Linked DNA regions of Triticum aestivum: region 2 is linked to region 1. Evidence: chromatin contacts called from public HiCAR-type data. All regions are on one chromosome and are shown on one strand. The core of a region is the stretch at or near the end of the contact, and the rest is flanking DNA. Distances in the headings are between cores, read along the strand shown.

The links. HiCAR-type assays count read pairs that join an accessible place to other places.
Region 2: a contact with region 1 is called in a HiCAR-type map of leaf, with 5 times the contacts expected there. The contact joins two enhancer-like sites. A contact is called at or near these places in 2 of 5 Hi-C or Micro-C datasets (both in leaf) and 1 of 1 datasets of contacts at active chromatin or transcription factors (leaf).

The regions. Positions count from the first base shown.
Region 1 is chr3A:574,087,309-574,091,298 of IWGSC CS RefSeq v2.1, forward strand. No RefSeq gene overlaps it. Among protein-coding and RNA genes, the nearest start is that of LOC123062301, 290 kb to the right of the region's middle. Within about 2 kb of position 2,028, at least 7 of the 8 cell types and tissues checked have an H3K27ac peak or open chromatin away from gene starts, as enhancers often do. A contact at or near this core is called in leaf, where this site is marked.
Region 2 is chr3A:574,243,439-574,247,753 of IWGSC CS RefSeq v2.1, forward strand. No RefSeq gene overlaps it. Among protein-coding and RNA genes, the nearest start is that of LOC123062301, 140 kb to the right of the region's middle. Within about 2 kb of position 2,518, at least 8 of the 8 cell types and tissues checked have an H3K27ac peak or open chromatin away from gene starts, as enhancers often do. A contact at or near this core is called in leaf, where this site is marked.

The sequences.
Region 1 (3,990 bases), core at 778-3,277:
TCTTGGGGAGCATTATGCTTCCACACCTCTCTAACAAAGACGTACTTCTCCTGAAAAGGAAGTAACTTCGGTAACACATTGTCGCCTCCACCGGCTCCACTTGTGGTTATTTCTTAGCTTTACTTTGTGCAAGTTATTGTTGCGTTGTATCCTTTACTTGCTTGTGTTGTTAGCATCATATAGGTTGCTCACCTAGTTGTATTTCTAGACAACCTATTTGTTGTTATTCTTAATTTGTTAAGAAAGGCTAAAAATTGGTAGTTACCTATTCACCCCCCTCCTAGTCAACCATATTGATCCTTTCACAAAGGCAGCTGGACGACCTACAGTTGGTCACGACCTAGGATACCATGACCCCATGATGCATTCATTATCACCTTTACTCAATGATGGCATAATCTAGTTAAATACGATAGTTAACAATATTAATAGCCACGAAAAGTCACCCGTGCATGTGGCCATCAACCATTTATACGAGCCCGTTACAACACCCCTTCCTAGTGCACTCTATATAAGCTGGGTGTTGGGCATTAGGCTGAGGGTTGAACTCTCTCACATTGTAACCTACACCAAGAACAAGAACGCCACACACAAGTAGGGTATTACCTCCACTGAAGAGGGTTTGAATCTGTATAATTCCTTGTCCGTACTCCCACCGTGTTGGTCGATAGATATGATTGCCTCTACATCCACACTCGCGTAGTATTATCAGGATTATATCCAGGACAAATATTTACAGAATGACATTTTTATTATTTACAGCATGACATTTTTTATTCTTAAGAGCATGGTAAATTCATTTTAAATGGCATCAAAAATTTTATTTTTGAATCACGACAGTTTTCTTTGTATTATTTTTGTTTTGACAAAGAAAATAGGGGATATTGCAATTTTAATATTTTGTTTCATGTCACTGTAATTATTAAGAGCATAAATTTTTTATTATTAAGGGCATGACATTTTTTATCTATAGCACGCTAATATTTTTAATGGCATGGTTATATTAGTTATTGAATGTCGAAATTTCCTTTCTGTGCGTTTTTTTGACAAAGAAAATAGACAAGACGACAATTTTAATATTTTTATCATGGATTTGTTTTCTAATTTAATGGCATTTTTATCTGTCTAGATCATGGCAATATCCCTTTTGTTTCTTAACAATTTTGAAAATTGAATCATTATCATCATAAAACTAAAAAAACTTGCTTGCCATGGCAGCCAAAATTTTGTTATCATGACAACTCAAATTATAGAACCACGACAAAGTTAGCAATGCATTTTTTTCTTTTTTTATGTTTTTGTGCCATGGCAAATTTATGTACTCACTTTTAAATTAATATGCAATTTTACCATGTATGATTTTATATGGTGGCATTTTTATTTAAAATGTTTTGTTCACATGGCAACTAGCAATTTTTTTCTATACATGTTTTTTCTTTGAGTTTTTTTGGGTTAGTTGTGTGTTACAACGCAAAAAAAAAAGAGTGTTAATGCGAATGGTCTTTTTTGGCCCAATTGAGGCCCAGATACGTACAACGAAGGTTCCCTTAGCAAATGATTCGTTTGCTGGAACGGGACCTCCCTGTGGGGAACGTTCCCCAAATATTAGGGTCTTATTTTCCGTTAGGTTGTGCTTAGATCTTGGAGTTTGCCGCTCCTTGTTCATTTGCTGACTCTAGCCCCGGTATGATGCAAAACTGAGAGTCGTATCAGTGGCAAATATTTGTCCAGCTGAGAAATTTCACGAGCTCGCGATACAGGCTCCGTGTTTCCCGCTTCCAGAAGGGGGGAGGCACTTACGCCCACGTACTATTGGGCCAATGTGGACGGGGCAGTAGGATCCAAGCGATGTGGGCCCAGCCGCACTGGCTGGACGCCGCGCCGGCCACGGATCCGGTCAAGAACCGCCCGCCGCGCGGCGCCACACACGTCTTCCCGCCACGTGCGGCACGGCCCGACCTGCTCCCATCGCCGCGACACGGCACCTCTGCTCCGGCCTCCGTCGGGGGACCCGCCCGCCGGCCCGGCCCTGACTCGCACACACAGCCCCAGGCGCTCATCGTCTCACCCGTCCCATCCGTCCTTTGCGCGACAGTGCGCGTCCAGACTCGCGGCTTGACGAACGGCGCCGTTCGATTCAATTCGCGTATGGATAACCCTCTCCCCCTCACGTCGACTCTTTCTCTGTTTTCCTTTTCTTTTTCGTTTTTGCAATAATATACACGTCGCCTTCGTTATAGGGCGGCCAGCAGGCGGGCAAAGGCTACACGGTGCGTGGCAGATTGGCAGGCGCCGCTGGGCACAGGAAACGGCAGGGTAGCTTTTCCGGCGCAGCGATGAGTGAGAAGGGTGCATGCATGGGACTGGCGGGAGCGGCGCGGTGCGGACGGGCTCGTGGAGCGTCGGACGTAGCCTTGTGGTCAGATGACATCACGGCTATGGTCTTGGTCAGTCTGTTCCAGCGGCGCTGGTCGCATTGGGGGGCGGCCTGCCCCGTACTGCAGGCCAGCGGAGAATCTGGGCATAAAGACGGTATCGTCCTCGGCTTAATCAAGAGTGCAGCCGAGTGATATTGCCTCGCTTTTTTTTTTGAGAAATCAAGTGATATTGCCTCGTGTACATACGTCCAGCGCATCGTCTATACCTGGCGGGCCGGGCCTGACCAAGCCCGAGATAGAAAACTCAGGCCCAAGCCCGGCCCAGCCGTCGGGCCTACTTTTTAGATCCAAGCCCGGCCCGCCACTACAAAAGCCTGCCAGGCCTCGGGCCTCTTCAATAAAGCGCAAAAATAGTGAGCCCAGACCCGGCGTGGCCCGGGAGCAGCGTCGGGTCGGGCCGGGCTGTCCATGCCCATAAAAACATGGAATACTGCTAAAAAAACATGGAATTAATTATGTGGACCAGGGCAACTCGTCGACACAAACGGACGCAGATTTTATGCGTCTTTTATCCGTTTGAGTCGGCTCCGACTGCGTATGACTGGTGCGCTTAGCCAGCCGATGCAATTTTTGTTCGTGTCTAAATTTTTGCTAATGAAATTTTATTAAAAAAGGCTAACGTCGACATTTCGTGTCAGCGGCCGGCATACAAGCCCGTCAAAAAAACAATAGTTCATGCGAGCATATTTGTGAGCGGCCGGTAGAGCTGCCAGCATGCAAAAAGACAAACATAGTTCAACCATGCCATGATTTCGGCCGTGGTTCATGCTGGCACAGATGCAGGCATACAAAGAAGATGACGCTCTCAGCCATAGATCAACCATCTATTCGAGCATCTCTTTTTGCTTCTTCTCGAACCAAACCCTTCTCCTTAGGACACCTTGGGCCAGTCCACCGCCATGATCTCCACCTCCTTCGTCATTAGCGCGAGCTTCACCTTGTTTGCTTTTGTCTTTGTATGCTCTTCTCAATCTCGAGCTTCTTCGTTTGGACGGTCTCCTCGATCTCGAGCTTCTTTTGTATCTCGATGTAGGACTTTATTTGCTCCTCTTTCTCTTGCTGACTCTTCTCCTCCCTTGCTTCCTTTGGGGTCATCATGCCTTGCAAAGCAAATGTCGTTGCATCACGCCTTTGATGCTCTCGGCCGCACAAAAAATGTTGCACTCTTGTTGGATAAACCCCCACCTCGTTGAACCACGCTTGCTCGAGATGGACATCCAACCATGCTTGCTCTCAAACTTGTAGGGTGCGAACTTCTTGCGTTCATGGAATTATGCATGAATTCTCAACCAAAAGGTTGATCCTTTTTGCTTGGCACCAATGTTGGGATCTTGTCCAATATCCTTCCAACATTTGCAAATGAGCTTGCCCTCATCCTTTGTGTATGCCTTCGTCCGAATGCTTTGCCGTCTTTTCTTTTGCGCATTGGCTTGATGAGTGAGCTCACCGGCAAACAAAGGCTTTCGCTCGATGTCCACTTCATCTTCTCTCTCTTGGCCGTAGTCCTCCGGCAATTAGTGGCCTACGTGAAAGTGTCGGCCATGCCCTCTTA
Region 2 (4,315 bases), core at 1,268-3,767, 160 kb after region 1:
TCCTTCGCTTTGGTGGCGGCATTGGTGGCCTCGATGTCGAGCTGCCTTTGCCTGGCCTTGACGTTGTCGGCCTCGATGTCGAGCTGCCTTTGCCGGGCGGCCTCTTCCATGTCGAGCTGCCTTTGCCGGGCCGCCTCCTCCATGTCTATCTTCCTCTTCTTGGCCGCCTCCTCCATCTCAAGCTTCTATGGTTGGAGGTCTAGGTATTGCTTCGTTTGATCGTCCTTGCTTTGCCGCTTCTTCTCATCCCTCACATCCTTATGTGACATCATGCCATGCAAAGTCTCATGCAAGGCCATGGATGAGGCGTCACGTATGTCGTCCACCTTTGAGTTGGTCTTGCCCCTCGGCCTCTTCAATGCCTCGCCATCCCCACCTCCGGCGAACTTGGCCGTCTTCTTGCCTCTCTTCCTTTGAAGTTCACGGTATTGATCCTTGAACTTAGGGCAATTGTTGATGATCTTCCAACAATGCGTAAGAGTGAATGGCTTGTCATTGTGCCGGGCCTTGAATGCCTCCAAAGATTGAAATGCCTACACCACATGATCAACAACAAGTGAACATGCAAACATATACACGGCCGAAGTCTCATGGCCGTAGCAAGGGCTAGAAAGAGAAGAGCATACCATGTCTCCAACGCCGAGACCACTCACGGGCCGTGCTTCAACGCTCTCAAATGCGGCACAATACTTGTTGCACTCTTATTGGATGAACAACCATCTTTTTTGAATCGATCCGATGCCACGGTTGCTTGTAATTTGGTAGGGCTCAAACATCTTCCTTTCATGGAATGTTTTGTGGACTCTCCTCCAAAAAACAATGCCCTTTTGTTGCGCGCCGGTCCTTGGATCTTGGCTAATCTCCATCCAACATTGGCAAATCAACTTGTCCTCATCTTGTGTATATGAACCGGTGTGAATGCTCTTCCGCTTCTTTTGTGCTTCCGCTCTTTGGGTGAGCTCGTCTATGAACAATGGAGCGCCACTAATATCAACATCATTGGCTTCATCTTCATCTTCACCTTCGACATAGATGTCATCGTCTTCATGCCACGAATCACCATGGTCGTAGTAAGCACGGTCGTCGGCCTCTTCATCGGGCACGTACTGGGCGCGGCCATCCTGACTTTGGGTCTCATCGGGGTCGTAGGCACGACCATGCCCACCCTAGAAGATCACGTCCTCCATGTACTGGTTGTAGAAGGGGTCGTCCACCGTCGGCGTTGAGGTTGGCATTTCGTCAAACAACACGCGGGGGGCCGGCATGGTGCCCGTGAACGGTGCACGCGCCTGCTTTCTTTGCATCTCGACGGAAGGCCGCCCGCCGCTGCTGGACCCAGGCGTCACATTGAGGTCGATGACGGCCGCGAGGCGTGGTGTGGACGGCGCGAACAAGCCCACGTCTGGCGACGCCGAGAAACGGGTTTGGTCGTCGTGCCTGGGTGGAGGAAAGCCGGGCGACATGGGCGCGTCGCGCGACGTCGGCGACTGGCAGTGCGTAGGTCGGGCGACCGACGAGCCTGTGCTCGCCGGGCCGACGGCCGCTGCATGGAACCCCGCCGGACGGCCCATGCCAAGCATGAGGATGGCGTGCGCTTTGTTGACGAGGTCCTCCTTCGCGTCGGCAGCGGCCTTGCGCCACGCGGCCTCCAGCTCCTCGCGCTGGGCGGCGAACTTGGCCGCGACGACATTCATCTTGACGGCCGCTCTCCGTTCCCTCCTCTTCGCCGATACCGCGTCCAACTTGGCGATCTCCTCCGGCGTGTACTCCGACCGCGGCTTCCTTGGCGCGTTCTTCTTCACCTTTGCGGTCGGGTCGACGGCCAGGCCGCCGGAACTCGGCGGGGCGTCGGCCATGGACGGGGAGAGAGGGGGGGCGGCGGGAGGGACGTGGGAGGGTTTGGAGGAAATGGCGCCAAATGGCCGTCGGGGGGTTTTTGGTTTCTCCCACCGACAGGCGGGCCAGGGGAGGACAAGCGCGCGCGTCCCGCCGTCCGCGCGCTGTCCGCTTCACCCCAAAACCGACGCAAGTTTGGGCCGGGGATGTGTCGAAAGCGGACACAAAGCGGACAAAAATTCGTTTGTTCCGCGCGCTAGGCCGCCTTTTTATTTCTTTTATCTCAAACGGACAGGGCCGGACAGGATAGGGTCGCGCGGTGGAGTTGACCTTATTATCGCCCGGGCCCCGCCGCCTTCACTAGCGGCGACGCGCCACACGCGTCCCGTTCCAGCCCGCCCGTGCTGTCCCCCGCCCCACGACACGCCTCCTCGCACGTGAACCCGCGCGCAAGCAAGTGCCCGTCGACACGTCCCGACGCCACCCACCGCGTATCCTCCCGGGCCATGCTCATTTGACTGACTGGTCCATGGGGACAGCGAGCCCACGCCCCCACCGGTCATCGTAACCTGATCGTACCATACCACTTTTATTCCTCGCGGCGAATAAACGACAAGGCGGGAAGCGGGGCAGGAGGATGGCGCAGGCATGCGAGATTCACTGACAGGCAGGTCCCGACGATCGCGGCCCCACCAGACATGGGCGCTGCACCGTCCGGCGCCGCATGCCCCAGGCGAGCTGGAGTCGTCCGTCTAGGACCGATGAAAGGCGAGCGGCGGGGCGGTCGTATTGGGTCGGCATGTCGTCACGCGAGCAGGCGGAGAGAGAAATGGAACGGAGGCGGTGGGTGCACAGCGCCAGGAACGGCACTGTACCGCGCAGCGACCAGCAGCAGCAGTAAGAAAAAGAGGAAGCGGCCCCGCCCGGCGATACGTCAAGTCGCGCGGCGGCTGTGCCGTGCTCCCCCAACCCACCCCAACCCCCCGAACCCCAACCCAAGGTGCGGCTACGGGCCCCTCCGTTCTACGCGGTGCGGCGCCGGTCTATAATAATACCAGTACACCCGGCGCCAGCCAAAGAATCCCACCCCACGTAGCGCTCCACATGCGTTGCGTTAGATAGACGGACCTGTCGTCCAAGAGAGCGAACCAGACACTGCCGCGCCGAGTAGACTCACTGTGCGCCTCCCCGTCCGATGGATCCGGTGCTGCGGGGAGCGGCGAGCCTCGGTGGCGGCCATGGCCAAGGTGGCGCGGGAGGAGGAGGAGGGGGAGGAGGAGGCGAGGCGCACTACAGGGGCGTGAGGAAGCGGCCGTGGGGGCGGTACGCGGCGGAGATCCGCGACCCGTGGAAGAAAACGCGGGTGTGGCTGGGCACCTTCGACACCCCCGTGGAGGCCGCCCTCGCCTACGACCGCGCCGCGCGAACCCTCCGCGGCGCCAAGGCCAAGACCAACTTCCCCGGCCACCACCACCACCGCCCGCCTCTGCAGCAGCAGCCTGTTCCGTTCGGCGGCGTCGACCTCAACTTCCCTTCGCCGTGGCACTTCGTCTACTTCTCGCCTCCTGCGGCCGCGCCGGCGCCCCGTCTCCCGCAGGAAGCGTCTCCGGCGGTCCCCGTCCCGCCGTCGACGGCGCTCGAGCTCGGCATGGCGCCCGGGCCTGCCGGCCTCCCGTTCGACCTCAACGAGCCGCCGTCGCTGCTGTTCGGGTCGTGATGCGATCGCGTAGCTGCGATCGGCCGTAGTGGACTTCTGTGACGGCGAGAGAGAGACGTGCTGACGGCCGCAAGGGGCCGGAGCCGACGGCACTGGTCCGGCTAGCTGTATATACCTATTTGTGGAAAGCTTGGCCTTTCTTCTCGGTCATTGCCCGTCTGTTTCGTTCATGCGTTTCTGCTTTCGGGTGAGCTGTCGGTAATGGTGGCGCTGGGTTAGTTGGGTTGGGTGTCTCTTTTACTACCGGAAGAGTGTTTTGCTCGGTAAACACAGGCCCTGTTTGGATACCTAGGTTAGAGTTAGTTTTGGTTAGTTGAGGCTCAAATAACCCAAAAGTATCCAAACATGGTGGGTTAGTTGGATCTAACCCAACCCAAAAAACTAGCCCACACTAGAGGAGCTTATTTGGGTTAGTTCTCTTGGGCCCACTAAAAAATTAGTAAAAAAAGTTACCCCTCCCATCCAAACATGGCCTAAAGTAGTCAAATGATTGGAAAAGAATATTTATTATCAATCTAACCCTATCATCCAAACAACTCTTTGGTTAGAGTTAGTTTAGGGTTGGTTCAAGGTTAGAATCTAACTCTAACCTCTAACTGAGTTAGAGTATCCAAACAGGGCCACATGCTTCTGGTCTTGCCTCATTAGCCCCAGGAGCCGACGGTGCGGCCGTGCACAGTGCAGCAGGCGGCGCTGTACTTTTCGCTCAGGAGTCTTCTGCGGATACTGTGCATGCGCTAATCCATTGTACTACTACTTGTT